Regions from separate parts of the Mus musculus genome. Here regions 2 and 3 are each linked to region 1. A link is a contact called in public Hi-C and HiChIP or PLAC-seq data. All regions are on one chromosome and are shown on one strand. Each heading gives the region's core, a stretch centred on a gene start, on an enhancer-like site or on the middle of the called end of the contact. The rest is flanking DNA. Distances are from core to core; before and after follow the strand shown. Region 1 overlaps Rad51b (RAD51 paralog B). Region 2 overlaps Gm36660 (a long non-coding RNA gene). Region 3 has its middle 4.1 kb from the start of Gm36834.

Region 1 (5,131 bases), core at 1,929-4,428:
CCTCTACTAATCAAGCTACGTCCTCAGCCCTAGGATGTGCATGCATTGCAGAGAGAAATTATAAAATACTATCAAGAAAGGGAGATATAAATAAATAAATAAATAAATAAATGAAAGGGAGATATAATTATGACATATTTTATAACTCACTGTGAATACTTAATAACAATATAAATACTACACATGCTAAATAATTCAATACTAATAGGGCTGGAGTAATGGCTCAGCAGTTAAGAGCACTGGATGCTCTTCAAGAGGACTTGGGTTTAATTCTCAGCACCCACATGGTGGCTCACAACCATCTGTCACTTCAATTCCAGGGTATCTGACCCCCTCTTCTGGCCTCTCTGGGCACCATGCATGCATGGTGTACACAGACAGACATACATGCAGGCAAGGCACTCACACATATAAAATTCAATATAAATCAATAGTTAAAATTTTTAAAACAGATAACAACCAGGGTATATTAAAAGTGTCACCAAGAGAGAAAGGCGTAAAAGCCCAGTATCCATCTTCTGTTCAGATAACATCTAAAACAGGAAAACAAAGGCTAGCTCCAGCGTGTCTGTTGGACATGAGAAGCTCGCCAGTGGAGCCCTCAACTGAGGCAGCTTCCAGAGAGGCAACTATGCCAACTTCCAGAGAGGAAGAAGCAAGAAGGAGGGGGAGGGAAGGGAACTGTTGCTTTGGGTTAAGAATTATACTCTCACTAAACTTGTGAAACAACATACATATTTTACTTTGATGAAAACTACAATTAAAAATACTGTGCATATTTGGATGAAGTGAGGAGGAAGCGCTCTGTCAAAGTTTGATCAAGGGTAGAGCCTTGTTAGACTTCCTAACAGGCAGTCTCCTACTCCGGCACTTCCCTCACGTCAGGGTCCTCAGCACACTACCTCAAGCACCATTTCAATGGCCAGTTTGCCTCTGTCATTTCCTTATTAAGTGATGTAGAGATCCCTGTTTGATCACTTTCGGTGATCGTACCCATACTATCACACCTGTGTGACAGGTGAGGAAAAGTGAGCTTAAAAGTTTATAAAGATAAGACAACAAGAGAGTCGGAGCTTGGACTCAGTACCTGAATCCAGCCAGACCTATGAAACATGAAGACAACTTTCTTAACCAGAGTTACATTGCCTCTATCGCTTTTGATCTCCACCGTACATCTTCACTTTACAGATAAGAGAAGTGAATGTCAGAAAGGTTAAATCATTCTCTGAAGACACACAGCCACACTGGGATCCAGCCCAGGGCACAAGCTTTCCACTACTACTACACTACGTGACCATAGGTACACAAAGCCCTGACCATCTTGCAGCTAGAGCTGGGTGATCTGTGAGGGGCATCAGGGAAGGACTGTGGGAGGCTGCAGAGGTAAACTTTTCCTCCACACGGGAAAAGCACTTAACCTTCTGTTCCAGACTTTCTAATGAGGAAGAAATAGGACCCAACACTGAGTTTTGTTGCCTAGCTTCCCCTACCAATGGCCCTGGGTTTAGCCATTTTCCCCTTCTGGATCATAAGTGCATTTAAGGTCCAACGACACATCCGTGGAGCCTCTCTTAGATGGGCACACCACAAAGTAAGGGCCTTGAAGAAGCAGAAGCGTCTAGTTGGTGATTGAAGTACAGTGGTGAAACTTTATTGGCAAGGATATAATACAGTATTACTTGGTCTTTTAATACATGTCTACTTTGGCTTACCTGTCAAGCCCTGGGGAAAAGGTGAGTGATGCTGTTTCCGGGCTGCAGCTGTGCAGGACCAGACGCTTCCGATTAAGGGAACAAGTGAACCGAAAACCTTGATCCAAGACATGTGCTTCAGTCCTAGACCACACATTTCAGCATATGAGGAGGGGAGGGGAAGGAATAGGGATGGAGGGCAAGGTAAATGCCTTCAGATCTAATCCTCAATGAGTCCAGATGTGGTTGGGGATTAGACAAGCTTCTGGGTTAGGAGACTGCAATAGAGAACAGGTCAAACAAAGAATGGTCTGCCCTTGAAGAGTGGGTCCTCAATCAGCGTCTAGCAATAATAAGGAAACCAGGAGGAGGGCAGGAGAGTTTCAGATAGATTGGGGGTTCTGAATAAAGAAAGCACTGAACATGAAGAACGATGGGTGGCTGCTACCAAGAGAAGCCATTTAGGCTGAGTTCTGAGGGGCAGTCCTGAGTTTCCAGGGAATTCATGGTAGAATCCCAGCCAGGAAGATGAACGTAAGGATCCTGGGAGAAACAGGCTTGTGATCATCTCGGTACCCAAAGACCACGGTGCTGCAGGCTAGTGATCAAGGATCAGGGTCAATGAAACGGGTGGGGCAGAGTCAGCACCCTGGCTCCGATGACACTGACTTAGAGTTTGGTTTTAGGATGGTAAGAAACCAGGGATGGGTTTGAAGAGAACACTGGCACTATCTGAGTTATGTTTTAGAATATGTTTGGTCTGAAATATAAAGTCCTGCCCATAAAGGTACAGCTTTTGTGTCCTGTGTAACCTGCTTAAAATATTCATGAGTGTCTAATACTGAGTTTGAGAAAAATAAGAGGCTCCTAAGAGTTGAGAGAACTACAGAGAGCTCGGCGCTGAAGTCCGAGCAGCATAGTAGAGAACGGCCCACAAAGGTCTGATGGGACTGCACCTGCTCCAGATGGATCCTAATCGTGAGGATGGTACAGACAGAATACTGCCCTCTCTCTGGAAGTGCCCAAATAGAATCCAGATCATTCCAGGCCGGGTAATGGCCTAACTCTTTTAACGAGCAAGTACTTAACGCATCTCTACAGAGCAAGGATGGAAACGTGAATATTGCAAAAGTTAAAGATGCAATGGGCCTTTGACGATTGATGTGAAAGTTCTACACAGAAGATAAACCACAAGAAGGAAAATATCAACAGTGACACAAAGCTGCACATGTGCATGCGCATGCACACACACACACACACACACACACACACACACACAGCCCAACCAGGCTCTCCTGATTCCTGGCTCATCACCATCTTAAGTGAATATATGTCCAAAGCCAGTGCTTTAGGATTCTGATAGTGACGGGCTGTTTTTCAGATGCCTGCTGGAATTCTGTAGATCCTGCTATTATTACCCTAAGACAAAGGTTATCTATAAACAGCCACTTGGCAGAATCCACTTCAACAGAGTCAATCTCTTCCAACCACCACCAGTTTCGCTTCCCTGTGGGGAAGCTACAAAATGTACACAGGGGAAGTGAGAATGTCGTGCTGACGGCCAGTTCTTTTTTGAAAATGCACAATCCACACAATGATATCCATGGGTACACAGAGGCAAACGGCAGCAACAGTGTGTGTGTGTATACACAATCTATTACCTCAGTTTTTAAAAGTGAGATCTGAACCTTTTTGTAGGTTTGCCTATAAAATGTCAGAAATACCTCACAGACAAGGAAGATATAAGTGACCTGGTCTCTCTAGCTATTAGGAAATTCTTTCTCTTCTCTTCTCTTCTCTTCTCTTCTCTTCTCTTCTCTTCTCTTCTCTTCTCTTCTCTTCTCTTCTCTTCTCTTCTCTCCTTCCTTTCTTTCTTTCTTTCTTTCTTTCTTTCTTTCTTTCTTTCTTTCTTTCTTTCTTTCTTTCTTTCTTTTTCCCCCAAGGAAAACAAATAGAATTCTATCAGAAGCTTGGTTAGTCCCTCTGCTCCATTCCAATAAAAATGATAGGTAAGTCAATTGTTCAAACAGCAGTGACTTACACATCAGCTGACATACTATAGAGGAGCATCTTAACTGAAAAATTCAGATTTATCCAAAGAAAAATGGAAACCACAAAGCTGACAAGTTCAGTGGGTGCTTGAGCATGACATAAATCATTCGAGTATGACCAGCATGACAGAGTCAGAGCCAGAGCCATTGAGAACATTTTACATTATAGGTTATATCCAAAGTAAAGTAAGTGATCTGTGTTAACTGAGAAACACCAGCCAAGTGAATTGTTCATCTATATTGTCAGCTAGAGGCAGAAGACTGAATTCTGAACCCTTAAGCCAAATATTTCAAAATATAACTTCATCTCCATCCTTGAGGACCAGCCTTCAAGGATCTGTGTGGGCACGATGAGAGGATGGCAGCATCTCACTACAGGACTAAAGTCTGCAAGTACCACTCTTCTAAGTGAAACCAATATTTTCTAAATAGTTACTTGGACTGTACATAACTATTTCTCTTCTATGACTTCTTTGGATTTTTCATGATGGATTTATAAGATAGAAAAATAGATATCATCTCCACAGATGCATGAAAACAGTAAGGCTCAGAAGTTTCTGGAATTGTTCTAGCAGATGTAAGATCTGAATCTCAAATTTTGATGATGTTCAACTCTCATTATTTCGATCTTGTTGACCAAACTATAAATTAAAATGAAACCTTAGCAAAACAGTTGATCCATGTTTGCCCAGGGCCAAGGAGGGGGACGACCGACTACAGAGTTGCTCAGGGAAACGTGCTAGGTTATAGGATCTCTGTTAGGTATACATATTCTCCGAAATTCATTAAGCTATGCACTTTATTAGATGTAAATTGAATTTTAGGAAATGACATTAATCTGATCTTCAAGTTTTCCTTTCATAAATAAGAGAAATCACTCATCTCACTCTGTGTCTACTGCCTTGGCATAGGAGACCCATTCTTTCTTTGAATTTCCCACTGGCCACCATGCTCTCTCTGTCATAACCCTTCGTGTTAAATGTGACCACATTAAATTACATTCCTAGACTTGCATAGATTTTTTTTTCATACAATACTAAATGCTTTTGTCTTATTCAAGTTGCCTAAATTGAGGTATATCTCTAATATTTTTGGTTGCCATGGCGTTCCTCTTGTTAGGGGGACTATGGGGAACCAAATCAGCTGGATTGTTCATCCTTAGAATTCACAATCAAAAGAGTAAAACCAGCTGGGCGTGGTGGCATAAGCCTTTAATCCCAGCACTTGGGGGGCAGAGGCAAGTGGATTTCTGAGTTCGAAGCCAGCCTGGTCTACAGAGTGAGTTCCAGGACAGCCAGAGCTACACAGAGAAACCCTGCCTCAAAAAAACAAAAACAAACCAAAACAAACAAACAAACAAAAAAACCAAACCAAACCAACCAAACAAAC
Region 2 (5,131 bases), core at 1,155-3,654, 410 kb before region 1:
GTCTTTGCGTCTTGGTTACCAAAGCCCTAAAAAGTAAGATGGCACGTATCGGCAGAGAAGTGATGAGGCTCCCAAGGGTAAGAACAAGTCTTTGGTCCGGGGTTCCTTCAGTGCAGTCTCCTCGTAGGTCTTATGTGAATGAAGTGTGAGTATTTTTTTCCCACAGACCTCCATCTCCTGGGGACTGTGCGGCGGGTTGACAGTAAGGACAAATGGTACTCATAAACTCAATCCCACCACTCTCCTCCAGGAGTCAGGTAGGGAAGCCAGGAGTAGTTAGCCTGCAAACAGGTTGCCCTGTGGTTATCAGGGCCCAGTTGAAGGGAGTCACCAAACCCTGGAGTTTACATTCACCTGGAAGTGCCTCTCAACTGTCAAAAATTCCTTTGCCTGTGCCAAGGGCCTGAGTCAATATGCACTTCCCCCATGGGCCCTTCTTAAGGATTGCTACTCAAACAAGGCCTATTGTAGGTCTCTGAAAGCCCAAGTTCCTTCAGATATCAGACCAGAGATTATTGTCCCTATATCAAAGGACTAATAAAGGTCAACAGAGCTCAGAAAATGAATGCAGGGGTTGAATGTGGGTCAATCCTTTGGACCAGGGGGAACATGTCATCGATAAGGCTCACAGGAGGAAAATGTCCCTAATAGGGAATGTAGAACAAAATCCAAAAATCTATTTCATATACTGTTGAGTTTCAGCAGTGCTGAAGCAAAGAGCACTCCATGCTCTCGGCATAATTTGCATCATCCGGGGTCTTGCTTGTCTGCACTCCTCACTGCCCAAGAATCTGAGCTTTACTAGTGAAGAATGGCCCTTGTGTGACTGTATGTTTATGTATATTTGTGGGAAGAGCTTGTGGCAGAGACTTTGTGTGTATGTATGTGATGCAGGGTGGATGCTGGAGGAGGAAAAGGTGGGCTAGAAGAGCCAGGGCTGGAGGAGGTACAGGAGGGGGCATCGCAGCTCCAAGGACTCTCTTTGGAAAGTTGTAAGAACCTACTGCAACCTGTGTTCTTTCTCATCCAGCAGTTGCCACCCAGGGCCTCCCACTTCTTTTCTTTCCCTCCTTCTCCTCCTCCTTCTTTTGTTTGTTTTGTTTTTTGTTTTTCCAGACAGGGTTTCTCTGTAGTCTTGGCTGTCTTGGAGCTTGCTCTATAGCCTAGGCTGACCTTGAACTCAAAAAGATTTGCTTGTCTCTGCCTCTCAAGTGCTGGGATTGGAGGTGTGTGCTACCACTACCTAACCCCATTTCTTCCTCTCCAGCTGTCTCTTTTTCCCTTTTTCCCCCTCCTTTCCTTTTTCTCCCACTCCTCCTTTCCTCTCCTTAACACCCCCTCCCGTGATATGTGTCCCAGTGCTGTGTACATGGAAGTCAGAGATTGGTACTGGGTGTCTTCTGTCTCTCTCCACCTTACTTTTTTTTTTTTTTTTGACACAGGCTCTCTCATCGAAACTGTAGCTAACAGTTTTAGCTAGAGTGGCTCACCAGCAAGTTCTGGGGATCATCTCTTCCCCTGACCCAGTGCTGGGGCTGCGGGTGTGTGCTACAGTTCCTTTTTACATGAGTGTGGGGATCTGAACTCAGGTCCCCATGTTTATACAATGAACGTTATTCCCAGTGAGTTATTTCCCCAGCCAGCCCATAAGAGTTTGGTTTAATGTATTGTTCCAGAAGTTTTTTTTCTGGTGCTATCTTCCTGTTAGTTTGGCTAAGACATCTACAGGAGATGGCCAGCTTATCCATGGCCTTGGTGATCGTTTATAGGGGTTAACTTCAGTTTGCTCATTCACACAATATGAGTTTGATTTCATAGGGCTGTTGAGTTGAATAAATAAAATAAAGAGTATGTGGTACCCTTTTTACATGGTGAGAATTCAAAAATGTTAGTTTTTACTTAAATCTCAGCTAGGCAGTGTTTCACTCAGGAAGTCATTCAACAAATTTGTTGCCAATTAAGTGGTGGTAAAAGGTGCCCCCCCCTTTAGTTGAGCAACATTGTGGCCTAGATGTTCCCACCCTTATGAAATTACAGTCCAGTAGATAAGAAGCAAAGTGGAGTCAGGTGCTAGGGAAGGTTGTGACAGCATATTTTCTTAGCCTTGTTTTCTGATGTCGCCTCAATTGGCTGTGTAGCCAGATAGGAATATACGCTCAAGGGGAATTCTTTTAGCAAAACCTTGGGAACAGGACCATAGTGACTCACAGCAGGCTAAGCTCTAACAGCAGCAAATAAAGGGCTGGGAAATGGCTAAGAGACTCAAGCAGCTGTCACAACAGCCACCGTCATCTTCTGCTTATGTAGGACTCTTCTCTTGCAAGCTAAGTGCTTTGTAGATAGACATTACTCAGTGAATTCTCACAGCTTCCTTCTGGGGCAGGGAGGAGGCAGAGATTATTAGAAATGAGGAAACAGGCTTGGCAGGAGTATAACCGCCGTGTCTGAAGTCATACAGCTAGCACATGCTCTGGTCCCTGGATTGGCTTGCCCAACTTGTAGCGCATTGGCTTACTTGGTGTCCATAGGACAGTGAGGTTGGGGAGTTGTGTAACTGGGAAGCACATGTATAGGTGATGGATAGGAAAACCTCACAACTATGCTTCCCAAACACTATTTCTGGTTCTTCACTCTGTTTTGCATGGGTAGCCTTAAACATCATGTGTAGAGACACTACTGCTTGGTCCCTTCCTTATTCGTCCTTGGGATGTTCCAGTGATGGGAACTTGGAGGGAAAGTGGTGTTACGGTTTTTGTTTTTTTTTCTGTGACTTTGGTTATCTGGACTAGCCAATTGTGACCCACATACATTACATAGAAAAATTCCTGAAAGAGCAAGTTTAAGATTGTAGGCTGTAAGGAGTGGCATGGTGAAGAAATCTTGCTCCAAATGAAGCACACGATCCTCCCTCTGATATGTCTTCAGAGGGTCAGTTGTAGCCTAATGCTACGTCACCACGTGGACATCAACTCAGTCCATTATCTCCCATCATTACCAGAAGCACTAGAACACTGTAGCAAGACAGTTGAGGGAAAAAAAAGATCATCTCCACATATCTTTTATTATAGCATCTTGTTATAATGGCTCTGTTTTATTATTTGTTATTGCTGTCAATCTCTTGCTACATCTAAGTCACGCATTAAACCCTATCATAGGTATGTATGTAAGAGGAGCCTAGGTAGAATTCAGTGCTACCTATGATGTCAGGAGTTCACCGAGGGCCTTGAAAAGTCCCTCCTGCACAACTGGCGGTTATCATGTAGAAGAATGCGAATTGATCCATTCCTATCTCCTTGTACTAAGGTCAAATCTAAGTGGATTAAGGAACTCCACATAAAACTAAGACACTGAAACTTATAGAGGAGAAAGTAGGGAAAAACCTAGAAGATATGGGTACAGGAGAAAAATTCCTGAATAGAACAGCAATGGCTTGTGCTGTAAGATCGAGAATCGACAAATGGGACCTCATAAAATTGCAAAGCTTCTGCAAGGCAAAAGACACTGTCAATAAGACAAAAAGGCCACCAACAGATTGGGAAAGGATCTTTACCTATCCTAAATCAGATAGGGGACTAATATCCAATATATATAAAGAACTCAAGAAGGTGGACTCCAGAAAATCAAATAACCCCATTAAAAATGGGGCTCAGAGCTAAACAAAGAATTCTCACCTGAGGAATACCGAATGGCTGAGAAGCACCTGAAAAAATGTTCAACATCCTTAATCATTGGGGATCAAAACAACCCTGAGATTCCACCTCACTCCAGTCAGAATGGCTAAGATCAAAAATTCAGGTGACAGCAGTTGCTGGCGAGGATGTGGAGAAAGAGGAACACTCCTCCATTGTTGGTGGGATTGCAAGCTTGTACAACCACTCTGGAAATCAGTCTGGCGGTTCCTCAGAAAATTGGACATAGTACTACCGGAGGATCCAGCAATACCTCTCCTGGGCATATATCCAGAAGATGTTCCAACCGGTAAGAAGGACACATGCTCCACTATGTTCATAGCAGCCTTATTTATAATAGCCAGAAGCTGGAAAGAACCCAGATGCCCCTCAACAGAGGAACAGAAAATATGGTACATTTACACAATGGAGTACTACTCAGCTATTAAAAAGAATGAATTTATGAAATTCCTAGGCAAATGGATGGACCTGGAGGGCATCATCCTGAGTGAGGTAACTCAATCACAAAAGAACTCACACAATATGTACTCACTGATAAGTGGATATTAGCCCAGAAACTTAGAATACCCAAGATATAAGATACAATTTGCTAAACACATGAAACTCAAGAAGAACGAAGACCAAAAAGTGTGGACACTTTGCCCCCTCTTAGAATTGGGAACAAAACACCCATGGAAGGAATTACAGAGACACAGTTTGGAGCTGAGATGAAAGAATGGACCATCTAGAGACTGCCATATCCTGGGATCCATCCCATGATCAGCCTCCAAACGCTGACACCATTGCATACACTAGCAAGATTTTGCTGAAAGGACCCAGATATAGCTGTCTCTTGTGAGACTATGCTGGGGCCTAGCAAACACAGAAGTGGATGCTCACAGTCAGCTATTGGATGGCTCACAGGGCCCCCAATGGAGGAGCTAGAGAAAGTAACCAAGGAGCTAAAGGGATCTGCAACCCTATAGGTGGAACAACAATATGAACTACCCAGTACCCCCTGGAGCTCGTGTCTCTAGCTGCATATGTATCAGAAGATGGCCTAGTCGGCCATCAGTGGAAAGAGAGGCCCATTGGTCATGCAAACTTATATGCCCCAGCACAGGGGAACGCCAGGGCCAAGAAGTGGGAGTGGGTGGGTGGGGGAGTGGGTGGGGGAGCAGGTGGGGGACTTTTGGGATAGCATTGGAAATGTAAATGAAATAAATACCAAATAAAAAACCAAAATAATAATAAAAAAAAGAAAAGTCCCTCTTGAGGATCCAGGGGAACTGCTGTAACATACTCCACCCCACTCATGCTACAGACAAGCAAGCTAGGGGAGCAGAAAGAGGGGATGTGATTCACCCCAGGTCAGATAGATAGCAGTAAGCTCTGTGCTTTGGTCACTAGCTAGGACTCTTTCTCCTCCAGCAGAGAGGTTCCCAACCGTCCCTCTGCTTTCC
Region 3 (5,131 bases), core at 1,936-4,435, 380 kb before region 1:
AGGCCCTGTGGGGTCCTAGAAGGCAGTAGGGTCCACCACTACTGTCTTCATGGTGGTTTGTTGACCAGTAGAACTTCATTGCCTGTGTCCTCTTTTGCCTTCAACTGAAGGCCTTTTGCTGACAAGCTAGTTCCCTCAGCACCCAGGGGCAAAGCTAGCGAGTTATTTCAGCAACCCTTTACATTCTTCTTTGACTGGAGACTCATGACATATTAATCAACTACTTGAAAGGCGTACCTGACAGGCATGTTCCCTGCACTGGAAAATGCTGACCTAGTCAGCTTTGAAACATCAAAGGACCGCAAAGGAACAGTGGTTGAGAAAGACCTTGTCACCTGGGTACCTGTGAGGCCTGGAATGACAGATTTGTTTGGTTTCGGAGCAAGTGGGCCTTCTCTGTGGTGAGGATATGTCCCCGTCCTAGTTCAGGGCCTAGGGAGGGAGTAGAAAGGGGACTGACCTGACTGGTGGCTCTGTACCTCCTGGCTTAGGTGTCCCTGCTATCACAGTGGGTCCTGGTGACCTCCTTACCCCAATCGGTGGTGTTGAGAGCCAGCCCTGGTACCTTTGGATGCTTGTCAAAGTGTTGGTTTCCCCCCTCGAGGGTTCTATGCAAGTTGGGAAGAACTGAGCCGAGGGAAGATAACAGCCCTTGGGTACTGAAGGCACTGAAAGCTAAGATGAAGAGTTGTCCATGGGTTTGTCTCATGACTGGGATTTGGCATGAAGTAGGTGACAGGTGTCAGCATGAACAGAGTCTGTATAATAAAAGATTGTCTTGGATCATTTTCTTTCCTGATCATCTGGAATGTCTGACAGAGGAAATTCCAGATGCCCTGGTGCGATTTTCATCTCGATTAGGCTGCTAAGGGAGGATCTTCTAACTATAGCATTTTGGAAATACTACTATAGCACAGGGTTTTGGGTCTTCTGTTTGTTTTGTTTTGTTTTGCTGTATTGATAGTTTGGTACATGAGTACCCCTGTCCCGTCCTTGGCTCACACATTCAAGGAGCTGCTATCAGAAAACTCAAATGAGGAAAAGGAATGTGGGAGGAGCAGAAAAGGCTACCCTAGCTTTCCATGGAGAAAGGCACAGTGCCTGTATTATTTGCCACTGAATTCTGGGACTTCGTATGTGGCAGGCACACATAGGCTGAAGATAAAATAGTCACATCCTGCATGACAGCGTTTTGGTCAATCACGGTTAGCACAGATAACAATGGGCCCATCAAATTATAATGAAGCTGGGCAGTTCCTCTCGTCCATCGATACAGCAGCCATACTAAGACCCAAGTGCATATATTGCTCACATGTACCGTAACATTGGTATAAGCAAACCCACTATGCAGCCAGTTGTGTGAAAGTACTCCAGTCAGATTATGTACAGTCCATAGTGTTTGATAATGATGGTCAACAGCTGTTCTGGCTTATGTACTTACTCTACTTATTATACTGTAGATATTTAGTGTGCTCTCTTTCTAACTACAACAAAAAGTGTTAATGGTGAAACAGTATGCCTTTCCCATGGTAGCAGCAGCCTCAGACAACTTGTGCTCACTGTGTCTGGATTACAGCAGAAGGCCATGTCAGTGACTGACCTCAACCATCTAGGTCGTAGGTGCAATGCATTTTATTGTGTTCATACAGCAACAAGGCTGAGCAATGCTCTACCCTTCAGAACTGATCCCTAATGTTAAGTGACAGTTGACTATAGCTGACAAACTTTGAAGGGGGCATTGGTTATAGAAAGACCAGTGGATTGTCTGAATTTCCTAGCAGATCATTAAACAAGGGGAAGGAGAGACTCTTGCCTCATAACCTGGAGCCTGTTCCCTGCAGGAGGCCATAACTACAATTTGAGGTGTGTCCCTCATGGAGATTAGGTGCCCATGCACTGCTATCTCGGAACTTTGGTTCTAAGGTCAGAGCTGGATGGGACTCTGCCTTAGTTGGGATCCAAAGCCTCAAGGGGCTTGTCTTAGTCCTGCACACACATCATGACCAAGAAGCAAGTTGGGGAGGAAAGGGTTTATTCAGCTTACAATTCCATACTGCTGTTTATCACCAAGGAAGTCAGGACTGGAACTCAAGCAGGTCAGGAAGCAGGAGCTGATGCAGAGGCCATGGAGGGATGTTCTTTACTGGCTTGCCTCACCTGGCTTGCTCAGCTTGCTTTCTTATAGAACCAAGACTACCAGCCCAGAGATGGTCCCACCCACAAGGGGCCTTTCCCCTTGATCACTAATTGAGAAAATGCCTTACAGTTGGATCTCATGGAGGCATTTCCTCAACTGAAGATCCTTTCTCTGTGATAACTCCAGCTGTGTCAAGTTGACACAAAACTAGCCAGTACAGGGCTAAAGTCCTGGTTCTGTAAAACCCTGAGCTTTCCTAAAGCAATCTGTAGGGACCTAGGACTCAGGTCCCTGGAGACATCCCTGTGAAGGTCTCCTAAACTTCTCATCTCCATGTGTGTGTGTGTGTGTGTGTGTGTGTGTGTTTGTGTGTGTGTGTGTGCATGTGCGCACGTGGACATGTCTGTCTGTCTGTCTGTCTGTCTTCTCTAGGACTAACCCAGATAGCCTAGAACAGGAACAGCACATCTGCTATTCATGTCCATATGGTGGTGCAGACCCTACCTCCCTTTTCTTTATTTTTTAATTAGTATACAAGATAGTGGGGTTTAGTTTTTTCATTTTTCATACACATTTTTATTCTTGGTCCTTCCCTTTCTTAAGGAGACAGCTTTCTGGTATAGAGATAGAAGCCCCGCTTCTTGGGGACAGCTCTGACTCTCGACAGTCTTGGCAGGAGAAAAAGTGTGACTTTTTGAGAGTACAGTTTGTACTAGGACTGATCGCCCCTGCCCTCCAAGTCCTGAGGACGACGGATTAAGAGCATGGAATAAAGATGGTGACTGGATGAAATTTTAGAGCGCCTTTGCAGTGGTTTGGCCTCCTCACCAGGTGCCTGCCACCCTTTGGAAAGCTGATCCAGGAAATTTCGCACCGGAAGTCGTAGGCAGCTCCAATCAAAGCAGTCTTCCTCTAGAGCACCCTCTCCCCACTCCCTTAAAGTCTTCTCTCTTCTTTCTTAAAAATTTAAAACTCACATACAGTTCAAAATTTATCAGCACGTGTGATGCTGTGTGGGAGTTGGCTCTTTGCTTCTACCACGTGGATCCTGGGGCTTGAACTCGGGCTTTTCGCTTCCGTGGTAAGCGTCACTCACTGGAGTGTACTGCAGAGTGTCGTCCCACCCACTGTTTGAACTTTGAATTTATATGCTCAAATAATCCTCCTGCCTCAGTCCCCCAAGTAGCTGAGACTACAGATGTACACACCCTTGCTGGATTTTGAGCCCCAGTTCCTCAGCTTGTCCCCCCAAGTTAGATATCCTCCTACTCCTCCTCTTGTTCCATCTGTCTTTCAAACACTGCAAGCATGGCTCACGCCTGAGCCAAAGCCGGTTTTGCTGAGCTCATCAGAAAAGCTGCCGGTGCGGCAGCGGTGCTTGCTGGGAGAAAGTCAGTGGCCCCTGCAGGGCTCACACAGGGCTCATGGAACGGAACGGGTGTGAACTGCCACAGATTCGCTCTGGAGCCCTGAAGTCTCTCACATAAGGATGTTCAAAGGACATATTCACTCTCTAGGATCCCTTTCTTGGGTGACTTCTTGCCTCTTCCTGCCTTCTTCTGCAGCCTTTGCCTTCTTAACATCTGGGAACCCCATGATGGCATGCAAGGACTCTAGATGTCCAAGGAGCCAGCCAATCCTCCAGCCCTGCAGGCTCCATTGCCACAAGCAGTTTGAGAGCTTCTTCTTGCAAAGACAAGTAGGGAGAACACTTCCAAGCTATGCCTGTTTCTTCTTTATTTTCTGACCCCACCCCCACCCCCGGGGGTGGGGGCTGAAAAGCCAGCTGGGTTTTTCTTTTTCTTTCTTTCTTTTTTTTTTTTTTTTTGTACAGTACGTTTTGGCAGCCCCCCTTTTTTTCTGACAGAAAAAAAATAACAGGCATATTTTGGGCGATTACTCAACTGGGGTCCTTTGTGACAGGATACGCAGCTGCGTGACTAATGGAGCCGGCTTTCTCCTGGTTTCCTTCTCCTTTCAAAGCTCTTGTTTACTGCCCTATACCAAAAAGGGGGGGAAAAGCCATACGCTACAGATTTTTATATGTTAAGAAAAGCTTTGTGAAACATATAAGCTATAAATCCTATGGATAGTCCATTTCCAGCACGCCATCACCCACCCTCCACCCCAGCGTCTTTAAAGCTCTCAAGCTCTTGACTCAGGACATGGGAATTTTTTTTTCTCACTTGCGTCCCTACTTTCTTCTGAACATATGTCCAGCAGATCGTGTGTGTGTGTGTGTGTGTGCGTGTGTGTGTGTGCACATGAGTGTGCTTGCAATGGGGGGGGGGTTGGGGGGCGGGGAGCAGGATGGGAACCATATTTATGATGCTTAATTCAACAATTGCTAAAGGAAGGAGTAATGACTTCCAGGGGTTCAGGGCCTTTGTGTTTCCATAGCCTATGACAGTTTTGTGGTGTAAGCAAAAGTTATTAGAAAGCACAGGACTAGCTTAATGAAGAAAGGTATCTGTTGAATGGGGAGGGATTGCCTCTTGACAGGAAAGTCTGACTTGTTGGCTTTGGGACTCTGAAGTCTGGGCTTTCCCGGAAAAGTGTTGGAAGAGATTCTCTTTAGCTTGTTGTGTTTGACGACTGGAACTGGAAGTGTGGGTTTTGGAGAGACCACCAAATGGCTTTCTAGAGATCCATGGCTTTGTACTTCGCAAAAGTATCTGACCTCTGGGTAAGAAAAGTCACCTAGTTAGTTAGATTTCATGGAGACAGAGCCTTGGAGACCCAGCACAGGACCTGCGACTCTGTGATGGGTTTGAATTTTAGTTGCTATCTGGATGGAACTAGTCATTAATAACTCTTATGTTTCAGTTGCTTGGATGTTGGAAATTGGAATAGTGTCCTCTCTTTAATCTGCATTGGAGCAGCGTCCTCTCTTCAATTTGCTGGCGTGAGGAGGAAGACAGAAGAAGCACAAGGCAGGGCAGGATGTATAGACCTACTAACGTCTCCCAGCCAGAAGCCTGGCTCACACTTTTT

What was found. A called contact is a pair of places that touch in the nucleus more often than the background predicts. HiChIP or PLAC-seq counts read pairs in DNA pulled down with a chosen protein or histone mark.
Region 2: a contact with region 1 is called in a Hi-C map of bone marrow-derived macrophages, with 21 read pairs. The contact joins two enhancer-like sites. A contact is called at or near these places in 2 of 484 Hi-C or Micro-C datasets (bone marrow-derived macrophages and nephron progenitors), 2 of 115 datasets of contacts at active chromatin or transcription factors (bone marrow-derived dendritic cells and embryonic stem cells) and 1 of 9 other capture datasets (embryonic stem cells).
Region 3: a contact with region 1 is called in an H3K27ac HiChIP or PLAC-seq map of regulatory T cells, with 5 times the contacts expected there. The contact joins two enhancer-like sites. A contact is called at or near these places in 8 of 484 Hi-C or Micro-C datasets (B cells, CD4 T cells, bone marrow-derived macrophages and 4 more) and 12 of 115 datasets of contacts at active chromatin or transcription factors (bone marrow-derived dendritic cells, bone marrow-derived macrophages, craniofacial prominence and 8 more).

The regions. Positions count from the first base shown.
Region 1 is chr12:79,631,743-79,636,873 of GRCm38.p6, reverse strand. All of the region lies in intron 7 of Rad51b (RAD51 paralog B), which reads right to left. Among named protein-coding and RNA genes, the nearest start is that of Gm36048, 160 kb to the left of the region's middle. Within about 2 kb of position 3,178, at least 55 of the 459 cell types and tissues checked have an H3K27ac peak or open chromatin away from gene starts, as enhancers often do. A contact at or near this core is called in bone marrow-derived macrophages, centrocytes, macrophages and 3 more, where this site is marked.
Region 2 is chr12:80,044,039-80,049,169 of GRCm38.p6, reverse strand. All of the region lies in intron 3 of Gm36660 (a long non-coding RNA gene), which reads left to right. Among named protein-coding and RNA genes, the nearest start is that of Gm36834, 27 kb to the right of the region's middle. Within about 2 kb of position 2,404, at least 54 of the 459 cell types and tissues checked have an H3K27ac peak or open chromatin away from gene starts, as enhancers often do. A contact at or near this core is called in bone marrow-derived macrophages, where this site is marked.
Region 3 is chr12:80,012,880-80,018,010 of GRCm38.p6, reverse strand. No RefSeq gene overlaps it. Among named protein-coding and RNA genes, the nearest start is that of Gm36834, 4.1 kb to the left of the region's middle. Within about 2 kb of position 3,185, at least 109 of the 459 cell types and tissues checked have an H3K27ac peak or open chromatin away from gene starts, as enhancers often do. A contact at or near this core is called in bone marrow-derived macrophages, centrocytes, macrophages and 3 more, where this site is marked.